2 separate regions of the Zea mays genome follow, and region 2 is linked to region 1. The links are chromatin contacts, called in public Hi-C maps. All regions are on one chromosome and are shown on one strand. Each heading gives the region's core, a stretch centred on a gene start, on an enhancer-like site or on the middle of the called end of the contact. The rest is flanking DNA. Distances are from core to core; before and after follow the strand shown. Region 1 holds the start of LOC103653935 (protein PHOTOPERIOD-INDEPENDENT EARLY FLOWERING 1). Region 2 holds the start of LOC103653937 (ubiquitin carboxyl-terminal hydrolase 21).

Evidence for each region. A called contact is a pair of places that touch in the nucleus more often than the background predicts.
Region 2: a Hi-C map of tassel shows a contact between it and region 1, with 2.3 times the contacts expected there. The contact joins the promoter of LOC103653937 here to the promoter of LOC103653935 in region 1. A contact is called at or near these places in 2 of 25 Hi-C or Micro-C datasets (ear and tassel).

Annotation. Positions count from the first base shown.
Region 1 is chr4:162,481,785-162,488,809 of Zm-B73-REFERENCE-NAM-5.0, reverse strand. LOC103653935 (protein PHOTOPERIOD-INDEPENDENT EARLY FLOWERING 1) reads left to right here and starts at 3,477. Exons shown (of 21, transcript XM_035967370.1): 1 at 3,477-4,249.
Region 2 is chr4:162,801,777-162,808,801 of Zm-B73-REFERENCE-NAM-5.0, reverse strand. It overlaps LOC103653937 (ubiquitin carboxyl-terminal hydrolase 21), which reads right to left and starts at 3,398. Exons shown (of 9, transcript XM_008680747.4): 1 at 2,969-3,398; 2 at 2,269-2,343; 3 at 2,053-2,173; 4 at 1,857-1,967; 5 at 1,464-1,636; 6 at 1,050-1,385; 7 at 629-748; 8 at 40-550. The coding sequence starts at 3,019.

The DNA.
Region 1 (7,025 bases), core at 2,228-4,727:
TTTCCAAAATGCAGGAACACGGTTTCAAATGCACCGTCACTATATCACGCCTCGTACAAGATGGTAGATGGTGGTTCCCATCCTGTATCAAGTGCAACAAGTCTTCATCCCAGACATCTACTGGGTACCAATGCACATCGTGCAATGGGACAGAAACTGGGTTCAGGTAACCGTATGCACAGACACCAAACCAGTTATAATTTTGCGTGTAGACTTAGTTATCTAATAACTGCTATACAACACTAACAATTCCTAGCTCACAGATATAAACTCAACTTCATTGCCACTGATGGAACATCCGAAGCAGAATTCTTTTGCTTTGATAGTATAGCTAAACGAATAGTAGGAAAATCTTGTCAAACCCTTTTTAGCACATCAGATGTTTCTCGTGGTCCTCCTCCAGACCTAGCTGCCATTATCTCCCTCAAATTCACATTTGTTGTTACCATCAACATGTCTGCATTCTCTGTCACAAATCGAGTCTTTTCTATCCTTTCTGTCCTAACAAGTCATGGAAGACAAGCATCGATACCATGTGCCACACAAAACCTTTCCCAACAACAGATGTTAACACAAGACAACATAATTGATGTCACAACCACACAAGAATCTCCAGCAACATCGATTGCCAAACTATCCACATCTACCAAACAAGAAAGTGTGGTAAGATATTTCTTAATATTAACTACAATTATTCTGTATCAACTTATATATACCTATATGAACTCATCAACTGTATTTTGGCAGCCACGACGCAGACTTACGTATTCTGAGATGCTACAGGACACAAATGTAAGTATGTTATTTTCATACATTTGAATTGCACATATTCCTACAAACTCTCAAATAAAACATGTTTAAGCATTAGGATTACATATGTTCTTACACTAAAACAATTGTCTATTCTTATTGCAATAAAAACACATGTTACAATCCACTCTTGCTTAATACATATCTTTGAGGTTGCATATGATTCTTAATTTGAAATGAATGAATCTGTTCATAAGATTTGGATCGAAGAAATTGCCCTACCTTCTTCTTAACCTCGCCTTCGAAAGAAAGCGAGTTTCTACTTTCTCTATCCATACTCTATCCATATCTGCCACTAACATAACATTGTAACATAGCTGGATCCTTAGTAAGAAAAAACAAACTAGAAAACAGGACTAGATCCTAATGGCCAATCACCCTGGCAACACTTCTATTTTAGTTACCAATGCTGAATAAAGGAATATCTCCTCAGGATGGGAGGATATCCTCTTCTAAAAATAGTTTAGTTCCATCTGTTATTTATATGCACATGCTTCCTGCTATAAATTTGGTTTCCAAGAAACACTAAATACTTTAAAAATATGCTTGTGTAATTATACATGAATTAGGACCAATTTATCTAAGTCTGCAAAATAAATCCAGTGCTTTATATCCACCGCCATTTAGTTTCAAAAGGTATAACACAACAGGAAGTATTTTAAACACAACTTTTCTTGTCTTATCTTATCTTGCTACCTGAACTTTCAAGATAGCTTTTCTTATCTTATCTTGCTACTTGGACTCAACACAATCATTCATGAATGTGGGACTACATTCTAAAAAATTATTACAAATATTTTTGATGTGACCTTCATCTCTATTTTACATTTATTAGTCTCCCCGTGTTCTATCATACTCTCCAGAATTGTTGCCAAATATTTTTGATGTGACCTTCATCTCTATTTTACATTTATTAGTCTCCCCATGTTCTATCATGCTCTCCAGAATTGTTGCAGCTCAACAAATACCTTGATCTTGGCCATGTAACAAATAGGCAGACGACTGGGCCGCTGAAAGCCCCAGTCCGTCACCCCCCTCAGCGAATGCCACGAAATGAGGTTGCAAGCGCGATAGTATGTTTCCGACCACACAAAGAAATATGCTTCCGATCACACAAAGCCAAGAATCTAGACCAACAGTCTGACCAGAACCACAACAGCCAATGCAAAAAAAAAGGAACCGCCACCAGCCAATGCCAAAAAATAAAGAAATAGAGGAACAACAATCAAAGAACACGGATAACGAAATTCCAACCGGAACGGTGTTTTGAATTAAAGCAAATTAACTCTAGTACTGGTACATTCAACTCGAATATAATCCAAAAATACTCACGGCAATATCACTGCCCACACAAAGCAGACATATAGCTATGGTGTTTTTTGTTTGATGTCATCATATGAGTGGTCACTATCAATAGGAGTCCAGTACACTGTTTATTGGTAATTCATCTAGACTTTGTATAATACTTTGTATGATAACTCAGAGTTGCGATGCATCAGCCTTAAAGAATATTACCAAACATATGGGTGACTTTGATAGATAATCATCAAATAGACCAAAATGGACTCAGTGATCCGTTCGCTAAATCTGTTTAGTACACTATATGATTCCAAAGCAACTGTGTGACCCACCAATATATGCAAATTAATATCCTGTGTTTCTTAACCTATGGCAATCTTTTCCCTTTTTTAACTATCAAATATATGTATGTTATTCCATGTCAGTTTAGTGATGTACGACTGAAATAGGTTATGACAAAATACGCCATATAATAAGAAAGACAGTTTCATGCTGACACTTATTTTTTTGAAAGGTTACTTGACACTTCTTAGCCCTGAAAATAGAAAAGGTTATTTTCCGTAATCACCTACACATGTTGTATGGCCTTTTTGACAATGTTGTATGGCAATACCATAAAATAAGAAAGGCAAAGTATGCCATACAATAATAGTTTGAAAAACATTGCCAAAAAGGCCCCCAAAAAAGATTTCTTCACTTTTATTTTATACAGACAATATTACTTAACAATTCTTATCCACTTATTTACAGGTTGATGAACAGGTTTCAGCTGAGCTCAATGAAGACAGCCTCGCATCACCTCCTAAGAAGTATGTATCTACAAAAAAATTGAAGCCAAATCATAAACACTATTTAAATTCTGCAGGTATCAATCCTGATTTATACTAACGCTAACAAACATGTAGGATCAAGAGTACACAGCTAGGTTCTACATACCCTGACAACCTTAATCATTAGATCATCAACGATCTGATGATGTTCTCATGAAGGTATTACATCATCTACTCTCCTGTTGTATACATAATTTCTAATCAATATAATCAAAGTATTCTTCTCCTAGCCATACAAAAAAGACACAACAACTTAAAGACTCTTTAACAGCTTAAAGACTCTTTAACAACTGACGCTAACCTTTTTTTTTGCACAGGTACTATGACGAGAATAGTCACTTTTGGGCGAATCATGACTTTTGGAGCATGAATGCTTTTGTGTATATATAACCAAACTGCTAAAACTTTAGCGGCGTTGTATATATTTAACATATCTCTAGTCATCGAACCGCTAATGATGTAATATATAAGTTTGTACAAACCTACGAACAAGTCGGTTGACTATGCAACTACCATACCTGCTATAATTATCACCTCTGCACAATGTGCAACTCTTTTATACATTGATCCTGGTTTCCTTTGTCTTTACTCTTATATCCTAATTTACTTACTGTCAATCATATAATCATCAGATATTATACAATAACGCTAAACGGTTTGCCATGCGCGCATGTGCGCGCTTCATACACTAGTGTAAATGTAAATACGAGCAACTAATTCACCTATTCGGGTCCAAAAGATCTTGTGCTTTGCTTCCTGGGCCTCTGGTCCTCTTGACGCAGCCCATGTGGCACTGTTTCACTTCCGGCACGCCTGTGCTCCATCCGAGAATCGCCAACAAGCTGGTCCGGTCCATTAGCCCCAGGTAATACCCGGCCCATCCTTCCTGGTCCTCACTCCTCAGCCAATCTCCCATCCTCCCCGATGCGTCCTGCGACTCTGTCCCCCGAGGCCCCGGCGCTCGTCCGCCCGTCGCGTCGCTTCGATGCCCCCCTCGCAGTCGCGACTCACCTCCTCCTCCGTGTTCCCCATTCATCCTAAAAGGCCTAAACCCTAGCCTCCTTGCTCCCGCGCTCCGGCCGCTGGCGCCGGTGCAACCACGCGCCGCCGCCAGTGCATCTCGTCCAGGGCTGCACGTCCACCTGTAGTGGGTTGTGCGGCCCCAACGCGAGTTCGGCGCCGACCACCACCGAACCGAAGTGATCTGCCCGTCCCAACGCGCGGCAGCGCCGCCGGACGGTGCCCGCCACTTCGGCAGTGCGTGCTGCCTCCGGTATAGCGGCTGCCAGATCCCGCCGCGGGACCTGCAGGTTGGTACTTTGACTGGTACATAGTTTAATGCTTTAATTTCAACCTAGCTGGACTCTTAGACTGCCATACTTAGCTCCATTTCTGGGACCACCACTGCTGGACGTCATGACGTGGAGTGGAGATCTGATCCATCGGACTTGAGATGCTTCTTGTTTGGGCTATAGGGCCCCTAACTTGCTTGGTCGGATTTCCAATTTTGCTTTGAATAGTCACTTTCCCTTCCTTATGGCAATCCTTGAAATCTTTTTTCTTCTTCCCAGCCCGTCCAGACTGCTTGTGCAGTGCACGTGATTTGCTTTATTTCCCAAGCCTTTGGGCAAGTGAACCTCCACAACCCACGTGATGTCAGCTGCTGGCTGTAGACTGGAGCTCCTCCCCGTGGCTGTTTATCTCTGCTGCTCTACCTTGGGGTTCTATTATCCATTCCAGATGGGTTTGCATATGGGGATTGAAGTTTGCAATGTTTGGGTTTTGAGGTCCCCTTGTGTGTGATTGCAATGCTGTAGGCATTTGGAGTTTGAACAATGCTAATGTGGCTACAATGCATGATTTTAGGCGAACATAACATCAGTACATTTGACTAGTTCTGTCACAACAACAAAACCTTTTAGTCCCAAGCAAGTTGGGCTAGGCTAGAGTTGAAACGCAACAGAAACTACAAGTCAAGGTTCAGACATATAGATAGCTGTTTTCCATGCACTTCTATTGAAGGCTAAATCTTTGGGTATATTCTATTATTTTAAATCTTGTTTTACTGTCTCTTCACATGTCACCATTGTATCTCTTCCCATTGCTATCGTGCCTTACAATCCCACTACATACTACTGTCTTTGAAGGTCTATATTGGACATGTCTAAACTATCTCAATCGGTGTTAGACAAGCTTTTCTTCAATTGGTGATACCCTTAACTTATCGCATATCTCATTGTTCATGACTCGACCCCGTCTTGTATGGCTACACATCCAACATAATATACACATTTCCGCAACACTTACGTGTTGAACATGATGTCTTTTTGTAGGCCAACATTCTGCATTATACAACATAGCAAGTCTAATCACCGTACTATAAAATTTGCCTTTTAGCTTCTGTGGTACCCTCTTGTTACACAGAATGCCAGATGCTTGACACTACCATCCACACTGCTTCGATTCTATGGCTAACATCTTCATCAATATCCCTGTCTCTCTTTGTAGCATTGATCTTAAATAGTAAATACTGAAAGGTATCCTTTCTAGGCACTACTTGACCTTCTAAATTAATGTCTCCTTCCTCATGTGTAGTTGTCAAGGTTATTAAAGCGATAAAACGCTGAAGCGCTCATGAGAACTTTTTAACTTTAAAATGTTTAAGCGAGCTTTAAAACGTCTTTTTAAACAACATGGACAAAATATGAATATAACATAATTTCACATAATAATGTAACATGTCCATAACCACACTACCACAAATCCACAATAACACAAGTTCAAGTGTTCAACCAGGGCCGGGCCAGAGAAATTTGAGGCCCTGTGCCAAATCTAAAGCAGTGTAATGTATGTTTTTATTAAAAATCAGTAATAACAATCGGCAAGTTACAGTAATATATATTGCAATAGAATATCTAAAGAAACATTTCTATTTTATTTGAATAACATCGTTCTTTTGGTGGGTTTTAAAGAAAATATTGTACAATATGCTTATATTCGATCTTATCCAAAGCTTCACTCTGCTATTGTGGCTAAACAAGGTTCAGCTAGGCGCTAGGCGGAATCTAGGCGGTGACCCATTGCCTAGCGCCTAGTCGGGAGTACTCGGTCTTAGGCGCTTCTAGGCGCTTTTCTAGGCGTTTTGGCAATATAGCCATAAATTATATATATTATGTATATAACTATATATACGTATATAACTACTATATATGACTATATGAGTCACAGACTCACAGTAAGTATAAAAAGAAGGCCAGTAGACATATCTGATTCCTAGCTGAGCTTACTCTTGCTGTCTTGCATGTTCCTAGCTCCTGCAAGGCTGCAACACATTTTGACAGCTAGTAGTTAGTAAATTAGTCAATAGACAGCTAGCTGTTCCTGTTCATAAAAAATAGAAAACACTAAATTGTGACTTATCTGGATGATTTCAGCAGCCTCCCATTCATGAGCAGTTGAGCACACTGCACACCATATCAGCAGCTGGTAATTACAACACAAGTGGATAGGACAGTAATACAAGTGCAGAACACAATTTATAAATAAAGGACAACACAAGCACATAGTTCTTAGTTCAGGTCTCACACAAAAGAAGACACACAGACACAAAGTGACACAGCTGCAGTTCATAAGACCAGGGCATCACAAAAGGCTTCACTACTACATGGAGATGGTCCAGATCATATTTCATCTTCACTGTAGCACAAATCTTCATCTTCATACTCTTCTTCTTCAGACTCAAACTCTTCTCCTTCATAGAGCTCTCTCACTCTTGCACTTCTACGAGGCTCAAGCTGTTCTTCTGCCCCCACTGCCTCTCCAATAACAGACCAAGGTATCCCTGTACCTTCCATCTCATCTTCCTCCTCATCTCTAAAGACAACTTGTGCACAATCATCTCCACCGTCTTGGAGAAAACCTTGAGCTTCAGTTGTATCACTAGACAAGAGAACATCAGTGATTTTCTTTGACTTAATCTTTTCTCTGTTATTCATCAGCCTGTTATTGAACTGAATATAGACCAACTTGTTGAGGCGGGTTGTAGTCAGCCTATTTCTCTTCTTAGTGTGTATCTTTCCAACATGG
Region 2 (7,025 bases), core at 2,149-4,648, 320 kb before region 1:
ACCAGATGTTCATAAATATGGTTGAAAATGCATCCTTACCAAAGTCCTCAAACTCAAACACACTAAACTCGTTATCAAAGGCAAGTCGTTTGGAGCGCGGTGGGGTAGAGGGCTTATCCAGATTGGTAGTTTCTACACAGCGGAGACATGTAGCCACATCATTTTGGAGAGAAGCCCTGGGTGGATTGTTTTCATCGATTGTATTATTGCTGTTGGAAGCGCCAAGGGAACTTCTCGTAGATGGCTCCTCAGGAAGGAATGATGGTTTGTACCGACCCATTTCATCTTTCTCCGTCTCCTCTAATTGGCTGGCTTCATTTTTCTCTAACTTATCACCAGAACTACTGCCACTGCCTCCTGCAAAAGACGTTGAACAGTTTGCATCTATATTTTCCAAAACTGACACAGGAGATGAGCCACAGGTATTTTCAGCTTGCAGGGCATCCTTGCCTTCTAGCAAACTCGAGAACCATGGAAATTTGCCCTGCCTAACATAGAACAAAATATATGCTTCCTGGTTTAATGCACTTGAATCAGTACAAGAATCAACCTGCAAAACGAGTTGCCTATTACAATGGTGAAAAGATTCATATCAGCAAAGCATTAGCAACTGACTGGTGGCACATACTTTGGAGTCATTCATGAAGTACCATGTGCTTGGTGAAGAACGAATGGTGCAGGTATAATGGCCATAGTTGGGTAATCCAGAATGCTCAACAACACCATAAAGATCATATTTCAGTCCCCCCTGCTTGTGGAGGTATAAGAACATTAAAAATCTCCTATATAATGCATTGTTCGGTTGTTCCAGACAATATGAATTGGACAGGATTGAGAAGGATTAGGAGAAATTTTGATTTCCTATAGCTTTAAACCGACTCAATCACTTCCAATCCACATGAATTGAGATTTAAACGAACAGGCCCTAAGTGGAAATAATACTGTTTGTGCAGAAAGACTGGAATCCAAATCCTTAGCCTAGATATTCCTATAGCAGCATGTCTTCCAAACAGGCATTTAGCAAGTTACTATTGTAAGGAAAAACTCACCACTGTGTCTGGATTGCTATGAAATGGCTTCAAATCAACCTCCAGAGGGTACACCACATGTTTGTCAATCTTTTCAACAGAATTGTCAAGGGTTGTAAAACGCTTGAGATGAAATGCAATAACATCTGGTGCTCTATGAAGTGTAAGCTGCTTGTTCTTAGAAACTTGAGCATTGCAACTTTCGCAGGTGAGCTTGTTTTCAGAGTCCCCAATCTGTTCTACCTTGGTAAAAGATTGCAAAGCATCTACCAGATGATCAACCTGATCAATCTCCAAGCTTAGATCCAGGAAGGGCTCAAACGTCTCTGAGCTGTGACCACACTCGCAGCAAGATAACTAGAGATATAAAGAGTAGCATTAGTTGTGATTCTATTACCAAGAGAACAAACAGGTGATGAAGAAACTAAACATTACATGGCTTTTCAGTTGTCCTCCAAAAATCTCGTTGACTATACTTTCTTCGTCAAAGGATGAGCCCTTGCCCTTTGACATGGGATCAAGAGTACACTTGTGCAAGTTATCAAGCAAGCAACGTAGAAATTCATGTGCATCTTCTTGCTGTCCTGGCCAAAAATCCGAAGATAACTCTAGAAAATATTGTTAAGAAATCTCATGTCACATTGGACTATAGCAGGCTGGCAACAATTGAGAAGGATGCAGTAGCACAATAATTAAGTGAAGAGTAAGGTGAACTGAATGCCAAAAGGGGGTGGAAGGACATGAATTAACAGGAAAACATATATGCAAACAGCAGTTATAATGTTGAAAATTGAACAGACTCAGCAAAAGTTCAACATGAAAGGATACTTCTTAAATTATCTCTGAACTTTGCTGGTGCTATAACAGATCCAGACCTTTGAATTGATTCATCAACATGTTCTTTAAGGGCACAGAAAGAACAAAACCCATCCTTATTATCTGCAGGTTAACGGCAGTCCAGATCATCAGAATGTGTGAAAAAAACATATTTCGAACAATGATTAGTTGTACGAATTATCCATACATGAGCATGGGGTGGAATGATCAGTTGAGCGAAGCTTGAGAAAAAGCGGTACAGTGTGAGTGATGCACTGAAGAGTTGCGTTCAGGAAGCATGTGTTCCCCATATTGCTAAGACCAGCTCCCTGCACATGGGTGAATTTTACAACATGATAGACTTGTGATCACTCCTTAAGGATGTCTACAATGTATAGAACTTAGCACAGAAGATATTACATACCACAGATTTAGGCTGACTTCTGTAAGAAAAGGACAAAGGAGAATGCATATCTTCAGCATCACAAGTTTCGTCGATCTATTGAACAAAGACAAGCAATAAAAATGACTTGATGTAAGGAAGATTCAGACAAATAATGTTAATATGTTTTGAGCAGCACCCCTCTAACAGAAGTGATCATGTTAATATATCTTCATAATGGTAGAAAATTTCAGCTATTGTTTTCTAGTATACACATTCCCCGTTCACAGCAAATCGTGCAAAGCGGTTCAGAGCGAACGCAGATCAGAACTATAACCATTCTAATTTTGCTTTGACATAGGTTGACCGTTGCATTAATAATTGAAAAAAAACGAATCGAACAAAGAAAACGACAACCGCATTACTACCCTCTTTCTATATTAGAAGTGTTAGTAGCGATCGCTCCTGCAGCTAGCAGCAACTGAGGCGCCGGTCACGAATTAACGGGTCCACCAGCATAAACTCCTCAGGACCCGAATTAACGAGATCCGAGCTAAAACCACTGCAAATCCCTGACGCAAGTATCATACTGCAAGTCAATCGCCCGAGAAAAACCACACCCTTTGGTAAACCCTGAGGCTCCACGCCTGATGCCCAAGCGTACCTCGCAAGCTTCCGCATCAAGCGGGGTCTGAAACTCGGAGAATTCAACCCAACCCAAGCAAAAGGTAACGGGTCTTACCGGAACGGAGTCGAGCGGGCTCTGCCCCGCGGCGTCGTCCTGCTCCGCCATGGAGATGGAGGCGGGCGCCGATTAGGGTTTCGCGCCCACGGAATAGGTGCCGGTTGGTGTGGGCGGAAATTTCTGGGATTCCGGGGGAGAGGAAGGTTGGTTTGGGCGGCAGGCAGGCAAGCAAAATAGAAGGCGATTTGTTAGTTGGGCGGAGGCAAAGGCAAGGGAAATTTTTTGGGGATGGCGGAAAATTTCGCGTTTGAAACGAAGGCGGGCGCGCGGCGCGTTTCGATTAACCGATGACACTGCCGCGCCGGAGGGAGATGGTATCGACTACAAAATGGGACGAAGGCGGCAACCCGCAATGTAGTGGATTTCGCGTTTCCCGCTCGCGGCCGTGGGGTCGTGGCTACTTGCGCGCGCGATCTTTTTGCCACGGAGCCTGTGCGTGGAAGTGGAAGTGTGGAACAGGATTGAAGTGTGGAACAGGATTGTGGCTAGAGATGGCAATGGGGACCCGATCCCCGATTCCCCGCGGGGAATTCCTCTATTAGGGGATGGGGATGGGGAAGTTTCTTCCCCCACGGGGATGTAAATGGGGAAAAGTTCTCCCCCGATGGGTAAACGGGGACGGGGATGGGGAAGCATTCCCCATCCCCGTTCCCCGCGGGGACCCGTTAAACTTACATGTGACAATGTTTTCATGTAATAGTTAATGATAAAAGTAAAGAATTACCTTGTTAAGAGATCACCCGTTGTACAAATACATTGATTTTAATGTGCACATAATGAATTTTACATCTAACAATGTGTATAAGTGACAATATTTTACATTAATAACAAATGAAGTACGATTTAATTATAATTTAAGCGGGGATGGGGATCCCCGACGGGGATTTATCCCCGTGGGGAACGGGGATGGGGAAGAAATGTCCCCCGTAAGCGTTCGTGGGGATCCCCGCGGGGAAATTTTTTTGTCGCGGGGACGGGTTTGGGGAGCTAAAACCCGACGGGGAATTCCCCGTTGCCATCCCTAATTGTGGCCTTGTGGAGTTGTGGGTCAAAGTCAGACCCTGCAGGCCGCTATTTAACTTCATATATCGGTTATCTCTAAAAAAATTATATATCTCACTTTTATGTCACGTCATCAAAATTATACTCTCTTTTATTCTACTTTCCTTCTCTAAATTTTGTCATATACCTCACTATATCTATAAAATATTATTTTACATTACTATTCATCACCTTTTACCAATTTTTCCTTCTACTCAAAATCACTATCGTGCACTACGTTCGAGGGCAGGGGGCCGGCGGCCGCTCCCCAAAATCTGGTGTAGCACTGTGCAATCCTCTTTGATTGTAGCCAGTAGGGGAGGTTTTAGGCGCAAGCGCTGCAGCACTTGGCGGGCAAATGTAGCCCCTACAGGAGCTATTGTGTAAGGCTGGCCGCAACGGTCTCCGCGCGCCAGCCTGAAAGTCGCCTAGAGAGGGGGTGAATAGAGCGAATCTGAAATTTACAAAATTTAAGCACAACTACAAGTCGGGGTTAGCTTTAGAAATATAAACGAGTCCGAAAGAAAGGGTGAAAAACAAATCACAAGCAAATAAGGTGGATGACACGGTGATTTGTTTTACCGAGGTTCGGTTCTTGCAAACCTACTCCCTGTTCAGGTGGTCACAAAAGACCGGGTCTCTTTCAACCCTTTCCCTCTCTCAAACGGTCACCTAGACCGAGTGAGCTTCTCTTCTCAATCAAACGGGACACTAAGTCCCCACAAGGACCACCACACAATTGTTGTCTCTTGCCTTGGTTACAATTGAGTTGGAATCAAGAAAGAATGAAGAAGAAAAGCAATCCAAGCGCAAGAGCTCAAAAGAACACAATTGTCTCTCTCACTAGTCACTATTTGATTGAAATGATCTTTGGACTTGGGAGAGGATTTGATCTCTTGTTTGTGTCTTTGTATTGAATGCTATAGCTCTTGTATGAGGTGTGAATGTTGAAAACTTGGATGCAATGAATGGTGGGTGGTTGGGGGTATTTATAGCCCCAGCCACCAAAGGAGTCGTTGATGGAGGCTGTTGTCGCATGGCACACCGGACAGTCCGGTGCGCCATCGGACACTATCCGGTGCGCCAGCCACGTCACCCGGTCGTTGGGTTCTGACCGTTGGAGCTTCTGACAGCTGGGCCACCGGACAGTCCAGTGGTGCACCGGACAGTCACTGTTCACTGTCCGGTGCGCCTTCTGGCTCTGCTCTGACTTCTGCGCGTACTGTAGCGCATTAACTGCTCGTTGCAGACGACCGTTGGCGTTGTGTAGCCGTTACTCCTCTGGTGCACCAGACAGTCCGGTGCTACACCGAGCAGTGCAGTGAATTATAGCGAAGCGGCTCCCGGAATTTCCGAAAGTGGCAAGTTCGGAGTTGGGTTCTCTGGTGCACCGAACACTGTCCGGTGGTGCACCGGACAGTACGGTGCGCCAGACCAGGGCACACACTACACCAAAATAGTAAACTTACTAGAGCCTAAACTCTAGGAAGTTAGGCCTAAACTCTAGGAAGTTAGCTAAACTCTCGGAAGTTAAGCCATCCCGTCGGAAGTTTGGCTCTCGGAATTTTTTTGTCGGAAGTTAGCTTAACTTCCTAGAGGCCTCTAGGAAGTTAGCTAACTTCCTACAGCCAAAAAAGCCTCTCGGAAGTTAGTAGATTCTCGAAAGTTAGTAGCTTCACGCCGTCAGCTGACTAACTTCCTACGGCTGACTGTAGCCCCTAGGAAGTTAGCTGGCTAACTTCCTACGGCTTAATAAGCCTTTAGGAAGTTAATTTGATCAACATTACAAATGTTGTTTATTTTTATTTTACACCACATTCCACAACATAACAAATATATCAACAGCTATATAGCACAACATATTTTCTCATAAAACATCTCACACACAATCACATAACAATATTTAAATCCATAGTCTCATCAATTACATCACAAAAGTCTCATCCATAGTCTCATCAATTACATCATAAAAGTCTCATCCATAGTCTCATCAATTACATCACAAAAGTCTCATCCATAGTCATAATAAGACACATCTCATCATCCAGTACTAATAAGAGACAATATCTCATATATAGTCATAATAAAAGTCTCATTACAAATGCAGTTTGTACCGGGATTCACTTTCAGAGTATCTCCCTACAAAGGAGGATGAGCGCTAACGTCAGTGGAACCAAACTAAAATGAAAGAGAGGATTGGAACTAGAGTATAAACCTTTTAAAAATTTCAGAACATAGTACCTTTGAAAAGATTCATTCTTGCATCTGGTGGACCACAGTTATCAGATAAGTGATACTTTCCTGAAAGTATACCCATTGCCATTGGGCTGTAAGCCAGCAAGCTGATTCTGCAAATGCCATAGTTCAACAATGGAAGTTCAGAAGAAAAACAATTGTATAAATTGAGTCAAAACAGAATACAATTTGGAAAATATCTTAACCAAGAGCAAATACGATATGACAATGCCATTCTTCTTTAAACTAAACAGATGTCAATATTTTTTCGAACATGCAGGAGAGCTATGTATCGTTGTATCATAGTCATAGAGAGTAAAAAAAGCCAATATGCATTACCAACTCATGCCAGGACCATACACGAGAAGATTAGAGACACTGAAGACAACAGGCAGGCCTTCTGACCATGTCAAGCATACCTCTCATGATGGCAGCATTTTGCCAATCCAGAATCAAAATTTCGGAAAATACAGGTGAAGAAATATGGAGAGCGATTACAGTACTACAGATTAGATCAAACTATGCTACTTACCTGCAGTGTCAGTATCTTTGGAAGCAACTGAGAATCCTTACTACGGGTCCGCTTAACAATTCAACACAGATATTATGACTGTTCCAAGTAACAAGCTTAACATATATTTCTTGAAGACATCACAGCATGAGCAAAGTACATTTGCATGATTGTTAAATTGCAAACTAAACAAGGTGAAACATATTAAAATTAAAAGAGTTGAACTATCATCCTAAACAGAAACATTACACTCAAACAACAAAAACT